2 separate regions of the Rattus norvegicus genome follow, and region 1 is linked to region 2. A link is a contact called in public Hi-C data. All regions are on one chromosome and are shown on one strand. Each heading gives the region's core, a stretch centred on a gene start, on an enhancer-like site or on the middle of the called end of the contact. The rest is flanking DNA. Distances are from core to core; before and after follow the strand shown.

Region 1 (5,768 bases), core at 1,484-3,983, 180 kb before region 2:
AGGAAAGAAAGGATATACACACCAAAAACCAATGGTGGGCTATTAAACTAAGCTATAAAAACTCTGTTTGCATGCTTGAGAATGTCCTTAATATGGGGGGGGGGGGGGGGGTGTGACTACCTGTGAGTAAAACCAAGCACTACTTCGTAGGGTTTCCACTTAACTTTTACATCAGTGTCTCAGTAGATCTGCACAGACGACTTCTCAACTGCACTGGGTGTAGTTAGCACATCCCTGGTACCCCCCCCACACACACCAAAAGCAATATTTAGCAAATCTACTTCAAAAGGGGAGCGAGGTGGGAAGGACAAAGAACCCGCCCAGATTGACACCACAAAGTGTCCGCCTCTTAAAACCAACTAAAACCCGCACTGGCCTTTTAAAAGGCACTAGGGCTTTCTGGCTTTCCTTCTCTACCCACAGTTTCCAGGCTGACCCAGGGAGACACAAACAATCCAAGTACTGTGTAATCAGGTCAAAAACAAGCGCTGGCTAACTCACTTGGAAGAGTCTACTCACAACTTAGATCTGGCCAGAAAAACTAGGTTAGAAAAAAACCAACCGGTGCTTAAACAAACTCTGGAGCTGGGAAGAGTGTCTTTAAGCCAGTTACCAGCCAGCTGCTCAGTGAGTTGCAACAGTCTTTTTCCAAAATTTTCCAAAGCCTTCCAAATTCAGTTGGACCCAGCAGGCAGTTAACGGGGCTCCCTTTCAAATTCAAAAATTTGGCCCAGGCCCCAACAGTTAACCAACAAAACATGCTAATTCACTTGAGATCACCTAAGAGCACTGACTCAGGCTCAGACCACAGGCCGGTCCACACCACCATCCAGGCCCTGTGGTGGGGGAAGGGAGAAGCTGGAACTGGGAGAAGCAATCAGAAGCACATAAACCCTATTCATAAAACAGAAAAGGGACAATAGAATCCACACTTAATTTGGCCTCAGAAAATGTCTACAGTCAGCTTCAACCACCACCCCCATTTTTAAGGAAACAATGACAATTCTTCATGGCGAGTCACAAAGCCCTCCTTCACAAGATATTTTTTTTTCCTTTGTAGCTCAACCTTGACCCAGTCCCAGTAACTAGAAAACTCCCCAAGCAAAGATAATTCCAGAAAACCATTTGCTAACAAGAAAGAAACCAGGAAAGAGAACTTAAAAGGGTTTTTTGCTTTGTTTGTTTTGTGTTTTTTTTTTTTGCTTTGTTCGTGTTTTTAAACACTTAGGAGCCTGAGCCCCACTTCTAGTTCTAGAACGAGCAAAACGGAATGAACAACAACAGTTAGCAACATCAGGGGCCAGCTACTCAGCACGAACTCACAGCTCCCTTAGTTTCCTTTGCAGCCTGGAGAGGAGGGTACATTTAAAGAAAGAGAAGGGGTGGTGGGTGTGAAGCAGGCATCCTGTCTACACCTTAGCTCTCTCTCCTCCTAGCCATCTCAATTACACAGCTGTCACACAGGTTATTCCTGGAATTCACATTTTATAATACCCACACTGTAATTCCTTCTGCTCCTGTGGCCCAAAAGCACACTCCTCTCGGCTTCCCCAAAATACTGTCCACCAGAAGAGGGTAAGAGCAGTTCCAGGTAAAGCCAATCTCCCCAAGTTAAATCCTTTTGGCAAGCACTCCCAAGGCATGATGACAATTCTCAAGAATCCCAAGGCAGTGGTTGAGTGTAATCATAGGCAAGGCCTGTCTACACTGAATCTTAATTCACATACAAATGCAAACGCATGGAGGCCAGATTTGGAGGAAAGGGGGATGGGGGGGGGGACCCTTCGGTCGCCCTCGAACACAAAATTCCTTTTCTATTTTGCTGAAGCTAAGTGCATGCCTAACAGTGTAGCTTATTTCCTTTATCTCAAAGCCAGGAAATGAGGTCTTTTAAGGCCAGTCTGAACACAGGCGAAAAACAAAAAGAAACAAGAAACAAGAAAAGCCAGGCGAAAACCCCTTTCTCAACTTTGGCCAGGCAGCACGGCCTGCAGTCAGCAGTGTTCCGTCACCCTTTCCCTCGTCCCCTAAGAAGTTTCTCCACGCCACGGGGAACAAAGGCGCCCCACACCGACCTTATAGACTTGTCCATAGGTGCCATTTCCAACCACTTCCACCAGCTCAAAAATCCCAGCAGGGTCCTGGGGAGAGAGGAGGGGGAGGTTATCATCTCAAAAGGGGGACCCCGACCGAGGAGGACGAGCGGGCGGAGGGAGGGATGCAGGGCGGTGACAAAGGCTCGCCCCGCCGGGTCCCCGGGAGCGCCGCGGAAGCCGCCCGCCCGCTCGCCCAGCAGACAAAGGGGCCGCCGCGCCCGCGGGTGTCCGTGTCCACCGCGGCGCGCAGGGCGCGGCCGCACTCACCCGCAGGGACGACAGGTCGATGTCCACCAAGCTTTTAGCCGGAGAGTCGTTCGCCATCTTCCCCGGGTCGCCGCCCCAAGAGCAGGCGAGCGAGCGAGCGACGGGCAGGGGCTCGGCGGCGCCGGGGCTCGGGCCGCACAAGCAGGCCGCCGCCGGCGCGGCGTGTCGTCTGGTCTGAGCGGAGCGCGGCGAGCGCGGGCCACGGGGCTCACACCATGGCGCGGCGGCCCTCCCTCGGCCCCCACCCACCCCCCGGGCGTCGCCCGCCGCCTCAGGCCCCGGCGCCCCGCGCGCGCGCGCCTGCACGAGCCGCCCGGAGCTGGGGCCGGAGAGCGCGGCGAGCGAGCAAGCGAACGCGAGGCCGCGAAACAAAGATGCCGCGGGAGGCGGGGGCGGGGGCGGGGACGCGGGGCACCGACCGGCGCCGCTGAGGAGGGGCGAGCGGCTCCCCCGCCCCCTCCGCCGGGAGAGCGGGTGGAACCCGGCCCTCGCCCTCGCTCGCCCGCCCGCGTGAATATTCAGCAGGGGTGGGGCTCGAACAATGGCGGGGCGGCCGGCCCTCGGCGGATGGCAGCCGGGCCCCGGGTGGGGCCGGGAGCCCTCGGGGCCTTCCCGGAGGAGGTGCGGGGCGCGGCGGAACGCCCCAGCCTCCGCTAACAATGACTGAGAGACTACGAGCGGCTCGGCGGCCCGGTGGACACCCACTCGCGCTGCTTGCCGGAGAGAGGGTGTGCCCGGGCGCGCTGGGTCCGGCCTCTGTCCTCTCCGCCGCCTACGGCCCGTCGGTCCCGAAGACCCTGGTTTCCTTCGCCCACCCACTCCCACCACGGTGTTTTTCTTTCCTTTCTCTTTTCCAGGCTCAGTTTGTGGCGTGGTTACTGTTGAAAGATTCACCGAGCATCACTTGATCGTCCGGGCGAATCCAAAACAGTCGCTGTGATTGCTCGCTGCTGTGTCCCCGAGCGCGTGTGGCCCACGGGCGGGCGGGAGGGCGAGCCCTCTGCTCCGATCTAAACCCGGACAATATCTGGAGATCACCACGGTCACCAAACAGGCTTCTTTCAGCACGCTACAGCAAGTCAGCTAGTCAATTCAAGTACTGTCCCTCTTCGGGACCAGCCAAAAACATGTTTAGTGGCTCGATAATACCTTACAGCTGGTGTTCTCAACAGTACCCCCAGAATAGCCAGGTAGTGTTGTAAGATCGCTGTAAAACTGCTTGACTCCCACATGTGGAAGGCCTAGAATAGGCCTATTAAGTTAACAGATGAAGCTAAGCTTGGTGTTCCAGGGCGCCCCCAAGATCAAAATCCACTCTGTTTCATGGGCCTTCTAATTGTCACTACTAACGTTCTGCACCTCTTTCCCTCCCCATACACTCATACACTGTTCTGATTTAAGCAGTACACACCTTATGGCCTCGAAGTAGAAAACCCCAAATACTACAAGTGATGTACTCAAACCCTAAAGACCCTAACCTAGGGAGGAGCAGGCGTTCTCACAACTTCAGCTTATACCCAGAGTTCATGTTGGCTGCCCCCCAGACAATGTCCAGCACTCTGCTGTTTAAGCTTTTCTTCTAAGATGTTTCTTAGGTGTTTCTTCTAAGATGTTTGACACGAGACTCTATTGTAAAGTGAAATTATCCCGATATCTCTTTATTAGGAAACACAGTAACAAAAATGTTTGTGAGTTTGTTAGCGCTTTTCTAGTTTGGCTTTGTTATTATTAATAATATAGTGACGTATGCCAACCATTTCATATGTGTTATCTTACTGTTCTTCACATTAACCTCCAGTGGTACTCTTAATTTTGCAGCTTTAGGCATCCGGAAATAAAATCTGAAGATTTACCTCTCCCACTGTGCACAGCTGATGGCTATACAGATACGGCAGCCTCCCCCCAGCTCTTCTACAGGTTAACATCAGACCTATGACATGGAGGCCCTTCCTCATACCACTTCTTCTTATCTATACGAATCCTCCCCCCCCCATCACTTCAGAACCACCACATCCAAATCCCCCCACAACCACCCATCCTAAGTTGCAGTGAGCAGGATCAGCAATGAAGCCGTTGTTTTCCATTTTCAAGGCAGTATCTATTATTAAAAGGGCAAGCCAGCGCCCAGGATATCTGAAAGAGCATTCCAATGTGTCCTCAGAGAACTTACAGCTAACAGCCATGGGGTGGTTTATAAATACCCACAATATAATATTGTAATTCCAGCCAGACAGAAGGGACACTAAACTGTGTTCTCTGAAAGTCTGCAGGATTTAGGGCAAAGCTGAACTGGGTTTAAACCCTGGCTCTATTATTTATCAATTGTGCAACCTTGCTCCCGCTGTCTAACCTCTCAGCCTATTTCCTCTTTGGTATTCCAGATAGAGGCAAGAGATAAGGAAGGCAAATAAGAAGCCAGAGCTGAAGCAGGAGCAGTGAGGGCTGTGACTAGGTCACAGGAGGGTAGATTCTCCAAAGACTTGAAACACGAAGGGATTCCAGAAAGCGGCATAGAGTCAAAGGGTAACCCCTCTACCTGTGGTTCAGAACTCTGCACTTGCTAACTAGGAGCAGAGGGAAAGATGGGGCTTGCTGGGTAACAGGGACCAAATGTTTGCTCTTGAACCCAAAGCCAAAGTAAATGAAACAGTCTCACATCTGCCCCGCTTGAAACTAGCTCTGTGGGTAAAGCCTTGCTGAAAACGCCCATGTATCAGTTCACCTAATTCTAGAAAACACCTTGAACTGGGTAGCTTTAGCATGGCAGCCTCGGTTAGATTTTTCCTTCCTGTGGTGTCCTTTACCTGAGACCAACTTCAGTCTGAAAACTTAAATGAAAAGTTCTGGATACATTTCACAAGTTAAACAACCTATTACATATATTGTTATACCTATTTTACTTTATTACTGTTTTTAGTAAATCCCTGTGCCTACATCATGAATTAAATTGTATCAGGTATGTATAGGAAGATGATACATATGTATCATACCCACATCTGTGTCTGTGTATCAATGTGTGTGTTTAGACACTCTCTCCATTTTCAGACACCCATTGAAGATCTTGGCAACTATCCCCTGCTGATAGATGGATTACTTTTTTATACCTCAGAGGCTCTGTGTCTAAGATGAAGGTTTCCGACTTCTTAGTTTTAACTAAGGCTCTTCCTATCTGGAAGATATCCACCTGGGTGCCTGATTAAGAAAAGCAAGTGCAGGGCTGGAGAGATGGCTCAGCGGTTAAGAACACCCGTCTGCTCTTCCAGAGGTCATGAGTTCAATTCCCAGCAACTACATGGTGGCTTACAACCATCTGTAATGGGATCTGATGCCCTCTTCTAGTGTGCCTGAAGATAGCAACAGTGTACTTACATAGATAAAATAAATAAAATCTTTAAAAAAAAAAAG
Region 2 (5,760 bases), core at 2,785-5,284:
TCCACGGCTTCTGCATCATGAAGCTCCTGCCTTCATATTCCAGCCTGACTTGAGTTCCTGTTCTGACTTCCTCCAGTGATGGGCTATGATCAGGACATGTGTGAACCGAATTAACCCTTTTCTCTCCAACTTGTCTTTTGGTCATGGTCATTCATTGCAGCACCCTAAGACAGCACCTCGTGGCTGGTATAAGAGCATCTCAGAGTTTTCCCTGTAGAGGAGAAACAACAGAATATCAAAAGTTCATACATTCAAAAAGGAGAGTGAGCTTGCTCAAGGGGAATGCCAGTCTGCCAGTGGGCACAGAGACCCCACGCAGTCCTTCACTTCAGGAGAGGCAGTTGGGTTTTGTGGGGCCAGAGACCTCTCAGGCATCTGTCTCTCCTGGTCTCCCAACTGGGTTCCAGTGGCCCCTTCCCCAGCTTCCCTGAGCACTGTTTTGAGAACCGTGACCACGCTGGGTGGGCAGGCAGTGTCAGGAGTCTGGCACAGCTATGTTGGGTGAAAACTTTAAAGAGTTGGACCTTGACAATGAAAGCCAAGCACACCTAATCCAGACGCCACACATGTGAAAGGGGTCACAGGCCAAACCTCTCTGATCGCTGACATTGAGCTGCTAGGAGAGGAGATCTTTCACACACCAGGGTGTAACCACTTACAATCCACCCAGTCTCTGTGTATACGGTGTAGGCAGAACATAAATGAATGTTGTGAATGGACTCGACTCCTGTCTCTAAGATATTTAATTATGTCTATGCAAATGTTCCAAATCTGATACATAAATCTGAGGTCAGAAGCTCTTCTGGTCCCACAGTTCAGAGACTCAGCCTCTATTTACACCGTGGGCTGGCTTTGTGGGGGTCTTAGCGTTGGCAGCATTTATGAAGGCCAGGCTCTTTATGAAAGTGGGGCTTGTAAAGCCCACTCTACTGTAACCATCTGCAGACATCCACTGGGCTGTGTTTACCTCTGTTCTCCAGCAGAGTTCAGGCAGATGTCCTTGTAAATGATGCTTCCTTCCGGCTTCCTTCTGCAGGGGAATCCCAGTGGGTAATTAGTGGGAGCATCCTATGACCAACAGGAAGCTATCTCAAATACATGTGTGTGGCGTGGAGAGGCTTTGGTAAAACTCATTTCATGGTGGGGTCCGTATGAGGACATGATCCCTTGCAAAATGATGGGATCGAGCGGTAGTTTTCTGGGGTTCTTACCAAAGAGTGACCCACAGTATAAGGCAGGAGGAAGACCAAGAATCTTGCCTCAGGGCTGCCGTTCAAGAGTCGCTTTTACAAAATAACCCCTTTGCCCTTAAAACGCTTTAAAATATTTCCACGCATCTAAAGTAACGGTTTAGTGTGGTTTTCACCCATTCTTTTAAAAGTTGCTCAACAAGGCAGACAATGATGTCTGCTTTTGTGAGCAGTTACAGTTGGAGGTGGTGCCTTGCTGCCTCCCCTTGTTTGATGGCTCCCATGCAACCACAGATCAAGCCGCTGCCAGTCCTGTGAAGAGGAGGAAGCTGCTTCCCATTTTCTTTTGCTTCATTTTTCTGTCAGGCTTCTGGAGAGGTCTGCTCTGAGTCCTAATGTGCGCCGCCTTCTGTGACAAATGAGGGCTTTCTCTTCTCATTCCTCGAATTCTCAGAGTTCCTCTGAAGATAATGTTGTTTGTTACGCCACATAGCCAGCTTTCTGTATGGCCTCCGGGAATGGGAGAAAGGACAGAGACCTCTATGACAAGTGGGTGTCTCTGTGGCACCCTAGATTACTACCTAGTAGTCCTAATTACTTAGGAGACTGAGGCAAAGAGGTCACTTGAGCCCAGAGGTCCCAGGATAGCTTAGGCAACACAGTGAGACCCAGTGGGGAGGAGGGAATGTTGTTAGATTTTCAATGTTCCTATTGATTTCAACTGGGGCAACACCCAGCTATTAAACGGCTAAGTGCAGACCATGAAAATGGTAATATGTAGGAATGCTTTTGACTCTCCAATGAGAGTTTTAACACATATAACTTGAAAGTCTGTAGCCTACTGGTTTAAATAGTGTCCTGCAGGCCCAGATGGACAGTCCGAGCTGGCTGATCTCTGCAATGGCCCCTTTGCTCAACTGCCTGCTACATGGTGAGTCTCTGGCCCAGTGCTTTCCGTGTGCTCATTAGCTTTACTTAAAAACCTATCAGTGCCTGGAGGCACCTGGGTCCATCCCCAGAACGTGAATAATTGCAAGAATTGAACAATTAAGCACCCAGGATCATCAGAGGTGGCTTTGTGCACATAGAAAGCCCAGCTGCTGCCCTCTCAGAAGGTGAATCCAGACTAATTGGATAATCTAGAGACCAATTAGCCTGAAGGAGGAAAAAGAAGTCAATGTAGCTGTAAGAGATACATTCTCAGTCCCAGGAGCATTGTGTGCATAAGATGCAGCTTAAAGAACTGAGATTCTATATAATAGAAACATTCAAACCTATTTCCTTTCCCTTTGTGTAGGAAAGTGGAGATGTTGAGTCAGAATCAGACAGAAAAGGGCTTTTCTAGTATGGGAGTATTAGAAGCATGGGCCAGGCTGTCCCTTCAGCTACAAAGTTTCCGTTATGTCAGTTGCTGTGAATCATCCTTTGAAACGAAAATGGTGTCTAGACTTTTTACTTAGCACTTAGGTAGTTTTATGTTCGACTCTAATAAAAGCCATAAATATTCTGCGGGTAAGAAGTCATGCACCCTTTGCACACTTAGCCCATTAAGAAGGCAAAGGCCAAGGGTAAACCTTCTAAGAATGTCACAGCATTGGCATGTAACTAATCAAAGTCTGAATCTGTCACACGCTTGATCACATGACTCGGGTGGCCCTTGGGGTGTGAAATCGACCCCATGGCCTCATTTCCTGAGTCCTTTAATCAACAGGCCTCAATAGCTTTGGGCTAAAATGAGGTAATGTTTGCATTTTGTAACATCACACATTGGAAGTAACAACTAGCAGAAACCAGTAGTCAACCCAAGAGTCACAGTGTCACATGTACTGCCGATGTCCAACCACAAGCCAGAAACTCGTTGGTGCTTGTTGGGCACACAAACATTACACAATCCAAGTGGGGTAACAAGGCCTGGAATGACAGACAGGCACTTGGCCTTGGTTATGTCTGGTCTCTGTGGACAGGAGTTAGTGTCTTGCGCGCTTACCTGAGTGGCAGGGGGTTGAGCTGATGATGAAGCAGCCTCTGGGATGGGAGGAGCCATGGCCTCTGTTGCCCTGAACCTGTGAGCAGGAGCCACAGGCTCACTGAGGGAAGCCCAGGGATAAACGACAAGGGGAATCTCCATGCTCTTCTTGGAGCAGCAAAGGACCTAGCTGCACTTGGAGACACAACTAGAGAAAGAGGGCTGGCTGGGAGACAGCTGCCGTGGGGGTGGGGGTGTCTTTCCCAGCCGTTCTCTCCTTATTTTTTCTCTTGTTGCTATTTCTTCAATGAAGTTGCCATCTTACTCCCCTCTCTCCTGGCAGCTGTTTCTCCTGGATGAGCCTGAGACCAGCGTCTCACCTACATCTACACCTGGCCTTCCCTGCCCTGAGGGATGCTCTCCAGAATCCCTCTCAGCCTCCAGCTCTGAGAGCATGATGCAACATCGTTTGTCCCTACCAGGTGGTTTTTAAATCAGCTTTTCAAGAACAAAGAAACTGAGCTGAGAAAAGTACATTAGCAATGGTACCACTTGTTGACTGAATCAGCTCACGGACCCTCCACTCAATCCAGCCCTGAACATTCTGCCTGAGGACAAGGCTGAATTCACCCAGTGTAGTGCAGTGTCCCCAAGAAGGCCCAGACACCATCCTGTATCAGCTCCAGTGACTTAGTCACACCTCAGGGTAAGGTTCTTCCTTGAATGTCCTGTAATTGCTCCTTTGGAACCACCTTGGAAGCTTACCCAATGATGCTGTTCCCAAGGAAGGGAGGCTGCCACAAACGGATGTACCCAAATGTGGGAGGCAGTTGGCCCTTTCATGGTCTTTTTTTTTTTTTTAAAGATTTATTTTATTTATTTATTATATATAAGTACACTGTAGCTGTCTTCAGATACACCAGAAGAGGGCATCGGATCTCTTTACAGATGGTTGTGAGCCACCATGTGGTTGCTGGGAATTGAACTCATGACAAAGAGCAGTCGGGTGCTCTTAACCGCTGAGCCATCTCTCCAGCCCCCCTTTCATGGTCTTAATGAATCTCTGCCCTGCTGTTGTAAGTCGCTTTTAAATAGGTGTGTTTGTTTCAAAAGGTGGTCAGTGTGTATCACATAAAACATTTTCCCATTTACTCAACAACATTGAGTATATACACACTGTCCAACAGAGACAATCTATCTCCAGAGGTTTTCATTGTGCAAGACCAGGGGTCTTCAATCCTGATGCTTCACCCTTTTAAGTAGAAAAAATTATTTTTGCCACTACTTCATAATTTTGTTACCATCGTGAGTCATAATGTAAATATCTGTGTTTTCTGGTGGTCTTCGGCAACCCCCATGGAGGGGTTCACAACCCACAAAGTGAGAACCACTGTGCTAGACTGAAACTCCACCGTGATAGATACAAATTCCCTAATTAATAAATGCCCTTCCCAAATACAGCTAGACAACTACCATTTATTTTCTCTGAGTTTGATGACCAGATGTGTAAGGAGGAGCACCCTTTGGGGCATCCCTGGATTAGTGTAAGAGTTTTAAAATCCTACCAGATTGTAGCACGTGTCTGAGTCTCATTACTTTTTCAGAAGGAATACTGGATTATGGTTGGGATATGCCACATCTTCTTTGCCCATCTGTCTGTCCGTGACACTTGGATGGCGTCCCCATGGATGGTGTTGCTATGAACTCGGGGCTGCACACACTTCAGTGCTTGCTCTCAGTTTGAGTGCATCTAGAAGTGGGCACCACCTGGTCCCTTGCTAACCCCGGTTAGCAGAGCAGTCAGTGTTTCCCATAGCAATGGCTCCACTTTAAACTGCCAGCATCAGGAAGCAAGGGTCCCAGTCTTCTCTCCCTGTTCATCAACATTTGCTTTCTATTTTTAAAAGTCATTCCAAGGCTGGAGAGATGGCTCAGCAGTTAAGAGCACTGACTGCTCTTCCAGAGGTCATGAGTTCAAATCCCAGCAACCATATGGTGGCTCACAGCCATCTGTAGTAGGATCCAATGCCCTCTTCTGGTGCGTCTGAAGACAGAGACAGCGTACTCACATAAAATAAAATAAGTCTTAAAAAAAAAAAGTCATTCCATTACAGCCTGGGCTTGCATCTCCTTGTCATCTTGAGTCTATCATCTCTTCAGATGCTTGGTGGACAGCTGTTCATTCATTCATAAGTAAGCCTTCACTCATTCGTAAGTTGAGGGTTGACGTTAGCAAGTATGTTTTTCATCTGGATTAAGACGTCCTTGTAACCAGTGAGCAGCCAATGTCATGTCCCCACGGTTGGACTCTTGACGTGTTTGGTCAGTACCTGTCCAGTAGCACTGGATACAATTGACTATTTCCCCAAGAAAGATGTGAGCTTCTGAGACAGCTGGCCCCTCAGTCACAAAACAGTCATGTTAACACACACTTGGGTCCACAGGGCAAGAAAGGCCTTGTCCTGACTGCAGGCTTGGAGGAATCAGTCTGCAGCAGCGGCCACCGGCCACCACCTTGACTTCAAGCTTCACCTGGGGTCCCTCTTCCTGGGATTCTGTTTTCAGCTTCTAGGCCACCTGGGACACAGCCTCTGGTCCAGAGGA

The links. A called contact is a pair of places that touch in the nucleus more often than the background predicts.
Region 1: a contact with region 2 is called in a Hi-C map of Schwann cells, with 4 times the contacts expected there. The contact joins the promoter of Map4k4 here to the promoter of Rfx8 in region 2. A contact is called at or near these places in 1 of 12 Hi-C or Micro-C datasets (Schwann cells) and 1 of 1 datasets of contacts at active chromatin or transcription factors (oligodendrocytes).

What each region holds. Positions count from the first base shown.
Region 1 is chr9:49,693,665-49,699,432 of GRCr8, reverse strand. It overlaps Map4k4 (mitogen-activated protein kinase kinase kinase kinase 4), which reads right to left and starts at 2,733. Exons shown (of 32, transcript NM_001401996.1): 1 at 2,364-2,733; 2 at 2,076-2,141. The coding sequence starts at 2,420.
Region 2 is chr9:49,515,397-49,521,156 of GRCr8, reverse strand. It overlaps Rfx8 (regulatory factor X8), which reads left to right and starts at 4,034. Exons shown (of 14, transcript XM_039084547.1): 1 at 4,034-5,760. It overlaps LOC108351918 (a long non-coding RNA gene), which reads right to left and starts at 5,101. Exons shown (of 3, transcript XR_010054767.1): 1 at 4,722-5,101.